2 separate regions of the Mus musculus genome follow, and region 2 is linked to region 1. Evidence: chromatin contacts called from public HiCAR-type data. All regions are on one chromosome and are shown on one strand. Each heading gives the region's core, a stretch centred on a gene start, on an enhancer-like site or on the middle of the called end of the contact. The rest is flanking DNA. Distances are from core to core; before and after follow the strand shown.

Region 1 (6,064 bases), core at 894-3,393:
ATGATCCACACCCCAGAAAACCCAGTAATCCGTTACAAACGACGATCAAAATGAGAAGAGGAACAAGAAGCCAGTGTGGAGAGAGGACCGCAAGCCGCAGCTGGCAAAGAATGAAGCCTCTGAGAAGCTCTCGTGCTGTACTGGGTTGAAGAGTGTGGTTCTGAGAGCCAGTTTATGATTTTAATGTTTTATTAACTCGGTGATTTTTGTCAGACCGAATGGCATTTGAAACAGTTTATAGTAGTTTTGATAGGATTTCAGGGAAGCCAAGTTTATGTTAGAAATCATTTGGGGGGGTGTGTCTTGGAATTAAGAAGATATAGAATGCAGCATCCAGGTAATTAACTCCACACATTGCCACAGGGAGATTTGGAACTGGTGTTTGAAGTTTCAAAGCCTTGTCAAATGCTACAAAGGTAATGGGGTCGTGTAGTTGGGCCACTTCTGTGCGTAAAGATATGAAAGGATAAAGGTTAAGTTTACTGCGAAGCTTGAGGTGGAAGTAAACGCTACTTAGATGGTGTGGTGTGTCCTTTGAAATGTTAACTGGAGCACCGCTCCTGGAAGATGGCAGCGATCTTGAACCTTGCCTTGATAACCTTAATTCCTAAAAGTAATAAAATCTAAAGAGTGCTTATGTATGTTACTGGTCCCAAATGGTCACAGTTTTGTGAAAAATCCAAAATCAAATCCTTGTAAGACTTTTTTATTTTAATTTGGCTTAAGGTTTTTTGTTGTTGTTGGGAAGTTTAAATTTACCAGGCTTTTAAAAGTGTCTGATTTTGAGATTAGTGAGTTCTGGCCTTGAGACTGGGGAATGGGAGATGGTATCATTGCCCGTATTCTGTGCTCAGGAGACAACCTAACAGATTGTAACCACGGACCCAACTCTGTGACATGCCCTTAATCTGTGTTAGGAGTAAGAATAGCTCTGTTGCTGGAGTGGTGCTGCACACCTGTAATGCTGTTATTCAGGACCTGCGGCAGGATTGAGAATTTGAGGCCAACCTAGGCTACGGAGCAAGACTAACACACTCCCCAAAATAAAACCTCTTTTCTCTAAAAGTATGTGTACTGGCTGGTCTTAGGCACTTGACACAAGCTAGGGTCATCAGAGAGAAAAGGAAGCCTCAGTTGAGGAAATGCCTCCATGAGATCCAGCTGTAAGGCATTTTCTTAATAAGTGATCAATGGGAGAGGCTCCAGCCCACTGTGGTGGTTCCATCCCTACGCTAGTGATCCTATGAAAGGCTGACCGTGACATGAGGAGCAAAACAGTAAGCAGCACTCATTTATGGCCTCTGCATCAGCTCCTGCCTCCAGGTTCCTGACCTGCTTGAGTTCCTGTCCTCACTTGATGATAAACAGTGATATGGAAGTGTAAGCCAAATAACCCACCTTCACCCTCGGGATTTGCTTTTTGGTCATGGTGTTTCCTTGTAGCAAGAGGAACTGAAACTCCGTTACAGTTTTAAGAGGCTTTTGAAGACTCCCAGTGAAGGCCTAAATCTCTGCTGTTAAAGGCTCCACATTAAAATTCTCTGAGAAAGTTTTACTGGTTTGTATTCATGAATTTGAACTTGTGCTTCAGTAAGTACAGTTCATGAAATCTGGGCATATGGAAGCTTACATCCTATTTGCCTGAAATAGGTTCCTTTTAGTATTATCTTTGGTTATTTAGGTAAGTCACTCTTGTTATCAATGCCCCATGAGAAATCAGGTATTTTCATAACAAGTTACAAAAGTTGCTCACCTCTCAAAAGTGTGCTTGTCTCTTACTGAGTGGTTGTTAGACTTTTAGGTCATAGATGTTACATTTGACGTGTTAGGTTAAAACCTTGATTAAAGTTTGAAGACTGTTTGTTTCTAAGTAACAGATTTTCTTTGCCAGTGTAGATGTTTTGTGTTTATTATTCCTAGAGGGGTTCTAGACTTTGATCAAGTCCCTCCTTTTACTGTGTGGTTGTTAAGACTTTTAAGTCATAGACGTGTTAGGTTAAAACCTTGATTAAAGTTTGATGATTGTTTCTAAGTAACAGATTTTCTTTGCCAATGTAGATGTTTTGTCTTTATTATTCCTAGAGGGGTTCTAGACTTTGATCAGATTGGTAGATTCCTGGCAGAGTTGTGACTTGAGTAAGGCTGTCCTGTTTACTGTCTAGTTTTAGACTTTGACATATTTTCAGTGCTGAGATTTAAAAGGGCTCAAGCACTAGAATTCCAGATTGAGATACTGACCACAGACGAGCTATTAAGTTATTGTGAACAACACAGCAGAGGCTGAGGGCCATAGGGTGTTAGTAGGGTAGACTAGCAGTAGGGTAGATTGGCTGGCAAGCACCTGTCCATCTGCCTTTTCCCGACTGAACTGTCTTGACTTGGCAACTGTATTAGTTTTTTAAAGAGTTTAATGCACAACTTTCCTGCTCAACTAGTTGCTTTAGAATAGTTTTGATATTTTTAGAAAGCCTAGTTGAAATTTGGGAAATAAAATTAGAAATTCCCAGCAATGCACAGCTTTGTGATTGTCTTCATGTAGTGCAGAGACCATTAATAGTGAAACACTCTTTTCCAGATGTAAACCAATACCACAGCTATTTTAGTCAGTGCAGTGCTAGTAGGGAGCCCTCTGGAGAACAGTATTCTCTCTGAGACTTTTCCAATTAGAATTTGGCTGGCTTAGCAGGACGCTTCCTGATTTTTGCTACACTCTTATGGATACAATTTAATATTGAGAGCTGATTTCTGCGTCTAGATTTGTAAGTCTCTTTGGACATAAGAACACGAAATGTAATAAAACATGGACTAATCATAAACACCAGTGCCACCTTAGTGTTGAAAACAGGCACATTAAGAATGTTCTTTAATGAAGGCAGAGCAAAACCACACTTTGGATCCTGAGCTGAGACAAGTAACAAGATGATAGGGACCACGAGTTGTGGCTTAGTGAAAAATCAAGAAGGTTCAACTACAGTAAGGTGAAAATGGTGAGGTCTTTTTATTTCAGTACTTGACAAAATACCCATAAAGTTCAAAACTTTGACCATTATACAAAAATAGGTCTCTACAAGTGATATGTTGTCTTCATCACCAGTAGCAAATATATTAAGCAGAAACATGTAACTTCAGTAGCTTTGTAAGAAAAGCGCAGGGCACCGCAAGGTACTCGTCCAGCAGCACTGTCATTTGAAAAAGTTTAATCTTTTCACCCACCTGATAAATACACAAAGTTTATAATTTAATCACTTAAATTAGCATTCCACAAATATACATGTAATTTAATGATTACTGTGCATGAACACACACACATTGCTTATATACACAAACTCCAGTTTGTCTTCATGTGCTGCTGCTAAGGATTTGTATACAATCATAAGCTGTGCATGTATTGGTCCCATCGAATATTCACAATACAAAAGCACAAAAGAGCCATTGATTTACAAAAGGGAATCTATTTAATATTCAATTAATGTTTCAACGGATTATCTCCTCATGCCAAAGTGAAATTGAGTAGTGGACCCTGTAAAATAGAAAACAAAGCAATTAGACTTTGCCTATATAATGGCATCCAGCTGACATGGGCAGATGGATCTGTTTAACACCATCTCAAAATGTTGGGGGCCCGTGACATTTTTCAGTGGTCAAGGTGCTGCCAAGCCCAACAATCTCTGAGTTTGATTCCTGGAACCCACATAGTGGAAGGAAAACCAATATGCAAATTTTCTCATTGCTACAGCATGGTTGTGCACACACATACACAAATGAAACCTGAAGGTAAATGAAACCTGAAGGTAAAACTTATTTTTTAAGTAATAATGTATGGTGTGTGTGTGTGTGTGTGTACGTACACATGTTTGTGTGAGTGCAGCACAGAATGCCCTAATTCACTGGATCCTGTAGAGATGGAGGTACAGGCAGTTATGAGCTGCCTGAGACGCAGTGTTGGGAACCACAAGTAGGTCTCTAGACAACAGTTTGTTGTTTCTCACCCAAAGCCATCTTCAGCCCTCAGCTTAACTATAGCTCCAAGAGGCTGACTATATTTAGAGGTTACCTTGACTGCCCTATAGCAAGGGAAGCGAGAGAGAATGCTGATGTATTTCATGAGCACTCTTAAGGTTGCTTGAATGAAAAGCTAAACTACCTCTAAACAACTGCAGTCGGCAGTATGTGGTATTAAAAAGAGTCCTTAAAAATGACCAGGGACTGACGAGATGGTTAGGTTAGAAGCACTCTAGAGGATCTGGGGCCCAGCAACCACATGGTAGCTCACAATCATCTATAGGACTCCAGTCCTTTTCTGGCCTTTGTAGGCATCAGCCATGCATGTGGTACACAGACACACATGGACAGAAAACATCATACATACAGAATAACTAAAAACAAGCCAGCAAATAAAAACAAATCCATCAAAGCGGATGGCTAGCCCAGTAGCTTAAACTAAAATGATAGCCTTTGGGCCAGTAGTGAGTGAATGAAGGCAGAGAACTTTTCCTATGATGAATGAAATCTACCTCTACAATAACATATGACAATATGTATATAGTTCTGAGAAGAAGGTAAGATTTTTACAAAATCTTAAAAATAAAAATTACATTTTTTACATCTGTCTGTGTAGGCGATACCTCACCATGCAGGGCAGAGGGTAACTTATGGGAGCTGGTTCCTCCGTTCCTCCTCCTGTGGCTTGGGGTTGAACTCAGGCTTGGAGGCCTTTAACTGCCTTTAGTTGCTGAGTCCTCTCCACCCCTTTATGAAACATGGTTCATATGTTGAGGGGAGATATGATGATGCTTAGTGTCTTACAAGGCTGTCATGTGGAAGGACAATGAGGAGTGGAGACAATGGCAGCATTTCCTGCTTAGGACAGGGCTTGTTCTGCCTTCTACACCTTGCTGCTTTCTTGCTACCTATGCTACTTAGGAACATGTTCTGTGCTGGGCCTCAGAGTCAGAGAACCTTGCAGATGGTACCTACCATGCATTTCGTCTAATCCAAATGAACACAGTACAAAATCACTCTGTCAGGGGTGCTGAGGGAACACATTTAAGCTAATGTGTGATAGAGTCAGCTCTCTGCTGGGACAACCGGGGAACTTACTTCTGCACTGAGCTACGGGATTTGATTAACCTGCAGAAGCACGTGGAGGATTTAGAGACACACAAGTGGATCTAGCATTGCCGCTACAGAGAAGTGGTGAAGGAGCAGCACCTGACTGTATAGCTCCAAGTCGCCTTCTCAGCGCCTCTAGCCGAGTGACGTAATCTGTCAGAGATTTATCAGGATTGTACTGGTGAAGTTGAGAAGAAGCCATTGAAATAGAATTTAAGTCTCCTGGAGTACCCGGGTACCTATGGATTAAATTACATTCAGGAATCCAATTTGCCAGAAACAATGCAGCAAAACTGACAGCCTGCCTCCCCCTGCTCTATACACTGCCTGAGCTATGATTCCAGACTTCTGAATACAGGATAACAAGGAAGTAAGTCTCCAACAAACTCAAAGATACCATTATGTGAAGGCCTAGCACAAGTCCTGCAGAGGTGCACAGAATATGCAGGATTTGTGTTAAGCAACTTTTCATAGGTCTACAGCATTATTTTCTGCTTTTGTAATGGATGGTGATCAATACTTTTTCAATGTCTAACTACAGCATATACTTATAAACAGTTTATAAACAGTGTTTCCTAAACCTTTAGAAAGCATTTACAAATTAAAAAGTAGCTCTGATTCTAAGCTTTAAGATACAGAAACTACATATAACTATAGGTGTTTCACTCTCATAATGCAAAAGTCATAAGCTCTAACAGTCTATTTCTCTCTGAAGTACTGTTTACTCCAGCCAGGTCTGATAAAGTCTTACCTATTCTGCAATGGTAAGAGAGACCGAGGATAGTCCAGATCAAATCTTGAACGGTACATTGTGTGTCTTGGTTCTCCATAGAGCTGCAGCCCACCAGGAGAATGATAGAATGGATCAGTCTTTTCAATGCCTAAAGAAATCCAAATATATCACCATGATGAAAAAAGTACCAAGCCTCAGAAGACACCCATAAACCAGTAA
Region 2 (6,079 bases), core at 2,761-5,260, 840 kb before region 1:
TGATCAGTGCTGTCAGCAGAGATGCTGGACAGCTGATAGAGAGAAACTCTTAGGATGGCTATGTTATGTTCTATAGTAATTTGAAGGATTTAACCAGTCTTATTTTAATTAATCGTGTCTTTAGAAGAGTGGCTGGTATGATCACTTTTCTCTACTACAAAGCTTTTTAAAAAAAATAATGCATGTAGCTCATTTTAATTATTAGGATATGTTCACTGTACAAGGTGATAAATTTCGTGATACTTTTCTCATTTACCCTCTACATTTCTCATGGCTAATCAAAGCTCCATTATATTTGCATACCACCTTTTCTTTATCTCTCCACATGTTGGTGGATGGACACCAAGGTCAGTTTAAGTTGGCTGTTATGAACCGTGCCATGCGAACCTAGCTGAGCGAGTGTCTCTGTACTGCGTGTGCTCCTGAGGGTAGTATAGCTGGATCTTATGCTGGCTGTTTTCACTATGTAAAGGATGCGATCCCTGGGAGGCACACCCTCTGCAGGCTGCATTCTCAGTTAGTCCTGTTGCAGGAAGATGGGAAAAATGGGTGGACTGGAAACCATGAAACTAACAAAATATGTTAAAATCAGAAGGATAATTATGGCGTGTTTTTTGTTATATCTAGATTTTACATACACACACACACACACACACACACACACGAGCATGTGAATGACATGACACACACAAGAGTACCACAGGGTGATTCTTCAGGAAGAAGAAAGGACTGTCTGGGTAAAACAGGAAAAACAGGAAAGGATAATATAGATGTATAGGGTAATGATGAATTTTAATAAAAATATGAAATCCAATCACTTTGTACAATGCATATATGCTAATAATAACTATTTTTACCTTGTAGATTTTTTTAATTTGTAGAAGTTCATAAACTGAAGCAATTTCTGCATTCTCTTGTATTATAGTAATGAATTCAAAATAATTTCCAATAATTGAATTTATTTGGAATATATGTGATGATGAGCTAGTCCAAAAAGTAGTTTGCCATTAATTAAGGTACAAAATTAAATAACAATATTTAAAAAGTTAAAGCACAAAATTAAGTAACAGTTTATTTAAAGGTAGCATTATCGAAGTTGTGGAAGCTACTGGAGGTGTTAGCCTGCCAAGGAGTTCGGGGACTTCTTGAGCTAGCGAACCTTCAATCTAAATAGCTATCAAATAATCCTGTCCACTTTGGAACCACATCTGCCCTAGCTCACACCAGCGATTTTACTTATATCAGTGACCATGAGCATGATTTTACCTTCTGATATTTTTTAATATTCTATAATAATAGAGCTGTGGTAGAAGATATAAAAAGATGCAGTAAATATCCAAACTAAAAAGCTTAATATAAATTAAGTACTATCAGTTTAAGAATGTTTAATGATTACCATTAAAGGAAAGTAAGCCCTTTTGTTTCCTCATACCGAAAGTGCATGATCCAGGAAGCTTTCCCTGCTTAAAGGGGATTTGGGGCTAAATGCAGATAAATCTGAATTTCATAAAAATATGTCCTAGGCTTTAACTGTTCCAAATAGTCCATTTTATTTTACTGGAATTATGAAGACTCAGCTATTTCTCTTGTAAATCTCCCTATTTATAGTTGTCTGACATTGGCAAATATGTGCAATTCACCAAGAATTTCAGCCACTTAAAAGATCTTTTATTATTTTGGCTGGAGAAGAAGGCTTAGGATCCAGTCTCCAGCAAAGCGAAGGGTGCGAATCCAAGAGCGCATTTGCTTGCCTTGGGACTTCTTAACAGCTGGACGAGTTGGGAGGTTTGAACGTTTTGAAAAGAGAACTAAGGGCAAACCACTAAGTCAAAGAAGACACATCTGGAAAATAGAGCTCATGGCTGGGAAGGCGAGGCCCACGCACACTGAATGGGGTCAGGCCAGGCTCGTCCCCACCCTTCCCCGAAAGTGCTGGTCCCGCAGGTGATACATGTGCTCATGAAGCACAACTGGATTTTTCCTGAGAATGTTGTAGTTGGTGTTAGTAGATGTGCAGTAAATACCAAGGCCATGGTGAGGCTACCTTTGGGTGTGAAAAAATAGAAAAGGAAACACTTCCCTGCTGGGCTTCTATATCCGAACAGAGCCATAAGCCCTAATTTGGAAATTTTAGAAATAGCCCAATGTTGTGTTTTTGAGCTTTCCTTGAATATTTTATCCAATTTGATGTTTTACCTCCAGAACATATTTTAAAGATGACCTGCTAGACAGGTGTGCTATACGTGCACAAAGCATTAGATAGGAAGGAGTGTTTGGAGGGACAGTCTTTCCCTTTGTATATTTATGTTAGGGGCACTCTACTGTTTTTCTTGCTATGGTACCTCACTGGATCATTAAGATTTAAATCAGCACCTTCTCGCGAAGCAGAAAGATCATCTTTCCCACTTTGACACCTTCGAAGTTGACTTAGAATGTACCTAACAAAGCAATATGCTATGAAGTAAGTAGGTTAGAGATGGACATTCCTGGCCAGCAGAGCAATCCAGTGAGGTAAGAACACAGTCTGGACACTAGGGGGAGCAGCTGAGTCAGCCAGATCTAAAAGTCATCCACTCGCACATTTTGTTCAGTCTTGACGACTTTTGTTATAATTCTATTTACTTCAAAGTAGTTGTTTTAATTTATTTAGTGCCTGGAGAGTTCCCTTCATAATATTTCGAAGAAAATTATTCTCTGCATCATTGATTGGCTTTGAGGTAAGGGAGTATGGGGTGGTCAGCTCTAAAGCTGACATTTTGGAATCATATCCTCTCACAATTTGAGGATGGCTGCAATTACCAGCTGCCTGTTTGTGCAGATTTCAGTGCAGCAATAGAAGGATGTGTAGAGCCAGTCTAGTTTCTCACCACATTCTGTTCTCTCGAAAATGTCATTTTCAACCTGTAAGCAAACAGCTGTCATATTTGGTCTTGGACACACATGAGTGGTATGGCTTCAAGGCCCCAGAGCTCCCCTGCTTGTTCAAACACCACTGAAGCAGCTCCTGGGGACATTCGTCTTCATAATAATGACTCATTAGTTTGGGTCCTCAAAGCGTTGTGTGGCTGCGCACCAGGCACATCCAGGGAAGTCCCTAGGAGTTTGCAAACAGGGAGTGCTGAGAAGAAATGGGAGATGATCAAATAGTGAGAGATACTGTGTGGGCCCTGGACCGTGTCCTAGAACGCCCAAACCCAGATAGAATTGGATTGTGTGAAAACATACGGTTGGGGCCAGTTCTGTGATAAAGAGAACTAGCTGAAGGGTTTTCCAATTACTGATCAGTAATAGCAATATGAAAACAGGGTGAGAGGCGAGTGATCAATGCAATTGAAAAATTATGGCTTGGGAAATATCCCCCTGTGAGTCCTGTGAAAGGAGTCCAATTGTGGTATACTTAGAAATAGCCAGGTTTTATTTGTTCTTATCACATCTTTGGGTAGAAAGATCTCTTTCAAATTTGACATCCTTCTCAGCCTGGGCTTTCATGCAGCAGAGAGCAGGACAGAGTGGAAACCTGGTTACAGTCCTCGATGGAAGAAGAAGATGTTTCAGGATTCTGAGCACAGTCTTCCAGCTCACGCCTTCCTTGAGCATTACTGGGGACTTTCCTGTTGTAGGAGGAAAGTTGGATTCACAGCTAAGTACAAGGGGATGGCTCTGCCAGTCACCCACTCACTTCCTGCAAGTCAGCCTTCTTAGCTCCTCTGCGGGCTCTCACTGCCCTGAGGGACTTAGACCCTGATTTTATTTTGTGTCATAGCCAGATTTCTTCTCCCCTTTTGGGGGGTAGCAAAAACCCATTGTCATTAACGGTTCCTGGGGGTGGTTGAGGGCAGGCCCCATGCCGTTGGCTGTATGTCAGGTGACAGGTTTTGTTCTTCTGATGGACAGGAAATAGCTATCTTCTCTCTTGCTAATTGGCAGTTTGTGCCAGGCTTGGGAGTTGGCAACAGTCATTGTTTTTCATCCTTTGGATTACATTTTGGCCTCTTCATCCAAAAGTACACTGGCTTCTGGTGTGGTTAATGCCGTCCTTCTGCTGGGCAGCTCATTAAGGACGAGCACCCAGCAGTAGTGTCTGAAGCTCCCAGAGCTCCCGGGGGCAGGTAGGCTGCCAGGAGAGGCCTTTCCTGAGCTGTGTCCTGAGCAGATTCCAGCAGGGCTGCTCTGCTTCTGCCAGCATGAAGTGGCAATTGCATTCTTTGACCAAGGTACCAATGGACTAAGAATGTTGTCTAAAATTGTGATCCCACCCTTCTGGGAGGCAGCACTCTGAATGTCTGCAGCACAGAAGGCAGAGTCACATGCAGACTAGGTTTCTCTCTGTGTTCCAGCGTGAGTAGCCTTGGTCAGTGGTAAAGTCCAGCCACCGTGGAAAGTAACATATTGACAGCCTTGAGGCAATGAGTAATAAACAGGGCATCATAGGAAGCCATTCTGTTTACATGGCGGTAAAGGATTCCCTATGTAGTCATGAGCCGTGGGTGAGGCAGAGCAAGCCCAGCCCGCGCTAGCTCAGATATAATCCACTTTGCCTGCTTCAGAGAAGATATGCTCAAAATTATGCATGAGGGAGGAATCACTGTCTGTTCTTAGCACAGAGTTTTAGAAGAGATTATGCTCAGGAAGCCTGGTAATAACTGAAAGTTTGGCTTGACATTTCTAATACAGACATCAGCAGTACCCACTGTGGGAGCCACTAGATTGTCTGCATGGAGAGCTCAACTTCAACTCAATTTGAATTTGCTTGACTGATATGTAAAGAGTCACATGTAGCTAGTGGCGACCATATTCAGTAACACAGTTGTAAATCCATATGTGAAGTATTTGCTTATCGAATGTATACCAGGCTTATACAAGCATGGGCATAATGTCTAAGAGACATTGCATTTTACACCTAGATGTCTGGAGATCTTCCTTGGTATACGTGTGTGTGTGTGTGTGTGTGTGTGTGTGTGTGTGTAAGCCAATATACTATATATACACTATATATACATATATATACATATATAGTATTACCAAGTATATACTTATATTGTATATTTATAAATGTAGAGCGTGTGTGCATATATATAAAATGTCTATACTGATAAACACTCTGAGAAGGCTGTAGCTCTTGAGTATAATAAGTCTGCAGAGGAAGAGTATCAAAGAGAATGGAGAAGACAACCCTCTCCCACCTCTCCCACCTCTTCCGACTGCAGGCGCCATGCCGTTCCCTCCTGAGCGGCTCTGCCTCTTGCCGGTATCTCTTGCTTTCTCCTCCGTGTGTTCTCTGTCTCTGTCCTCTGTTGGGAACTGGCAGGGGTTAGACTCACAGCTCTCTCCCCTTGCTGAGCTCCCTGAAGGATTCACCTCTCTGCTGTTGTTCTAATCCCCTTGATCTTCCTTCACTACGCTCAGAAAATATGGCAGACGCCAGCTTCCTGCTCGCCACAGAGGAAATGCTATAGAAGAGGGCTCTATTTTCCAAATAAACCTCCTAAATTGAATGCAGGTCCCTCTCACCGCACCCTCTGTATACATATATTCACATTTAAGATTTAGAGTGCTGAAAATTGCCACTTTTTATAATATCACGCATACACAGAAACACTGATGTTTTAAAAATACTGTATTTAGAAGCTCCTATAAATTGATCCCTTTCCTTAACACTTCTTTGCATACTTTTCTGTTGATGAAGAAATGTTTATGAATTTACTGACTTTGCTGCCTCAATATGCTTCAGAGTGTGGAGAAAGATGATTTTAACCAGCAGTGTCATCCTTTGCCTGCCATCATTGGCGTATACAGCACCCTGGTTGGCTGTGGTAAAAACAAGATGACCCGCTCACTGAGAGCCTTTCCAAGGGTGTTTCTCAAGGCTTGTCTTCCTCTTACAATGAGAGTGCAGTTACCGAGCTAACCATGTTGATGTGTGTGTGTGTGTGTCTGTCGAGTGGACATGGTGGTCCTGTACACCTAAGAATATGGCAGTCAACACCTATTATTAATAGGAACCAAGAGTGAGCAGAGAAGAAGGAAGGCTGCCCGTTTCGGGCATGAATGACAAGAAACAGCCTGGAGCCAAGATCAT

The links. HiCAR-type assays count read pairs that join an accessible place to other places.
Region 2: a HiCAR-type map of kidney shows a contact between it and region 1, with 4 times the contacts expected there. The contact joins two enhancer-like sites. A contact is called at or near these places in 1 of 39 promoter capture datasets (liver), 1 of 15 datasets of contacts at CTCF or cohesin (the NIH/3T3 cell line), 2 of 484 Hi-C or Micro-C datasets (embryonic fibroblasts and ventricular fibroblasts) and 1 of 115 datasets of contacts at active chromatin or transcription factors (kidney).

What each region holds. Positions count from the first base shown.
Region 1 is chr5:4,077,115-4,083,178 of GRCm38.p6, reverse strand. Akap9 (A kinase (PRKA) anchor protein (yotiao) 9) reads right to left here. Exons shown (of 48, transcript NM_194462.2): 46 at 5,864-5,993; 47 at 5,212-5,351; 48 at 2,975-3,520. The coding sequence ends at 3,483. Cyp51 (cytochrome P450, family 51) reads left to right here. Exons shown (of 10, transcript NM_020010.2): 10 at 1-2,505. The coding sequence ends at 54. It overlaps Gm40260 (a long non-coding RNA gene), which reads left to right and starts at 5,975. Exons shown (of 2, transcript XR_868220.2): 1 at 5,975-6,060. Within about 2 kb of position 2,143, at least 13 of the 459 cell types and tissues checked have an H3K27ac peak or open chromatin away from gene starts, as enhancers often do. A contact at or near this core is called in kidney, where this site is marked.
Region 2 is chr5:4,915,027-4,921,105 of GRCm38.p6, reverse strand. All of the region lies in intron 12 of Cdk14 (cyclin-dependent kinase 14), which reads left to right. Among named protein-coding and RNA genes, the nearest start is that of Fzd1, 160 kb to the right of the region's middle. Within about 2 kb of position 4,010, at least 31 of the 459 cell types and tissues checked have an H3K27ac peak or open chromatin away from gene starts, as enhancers often do. A contact at or near this core is called in kidney, where this site is marked.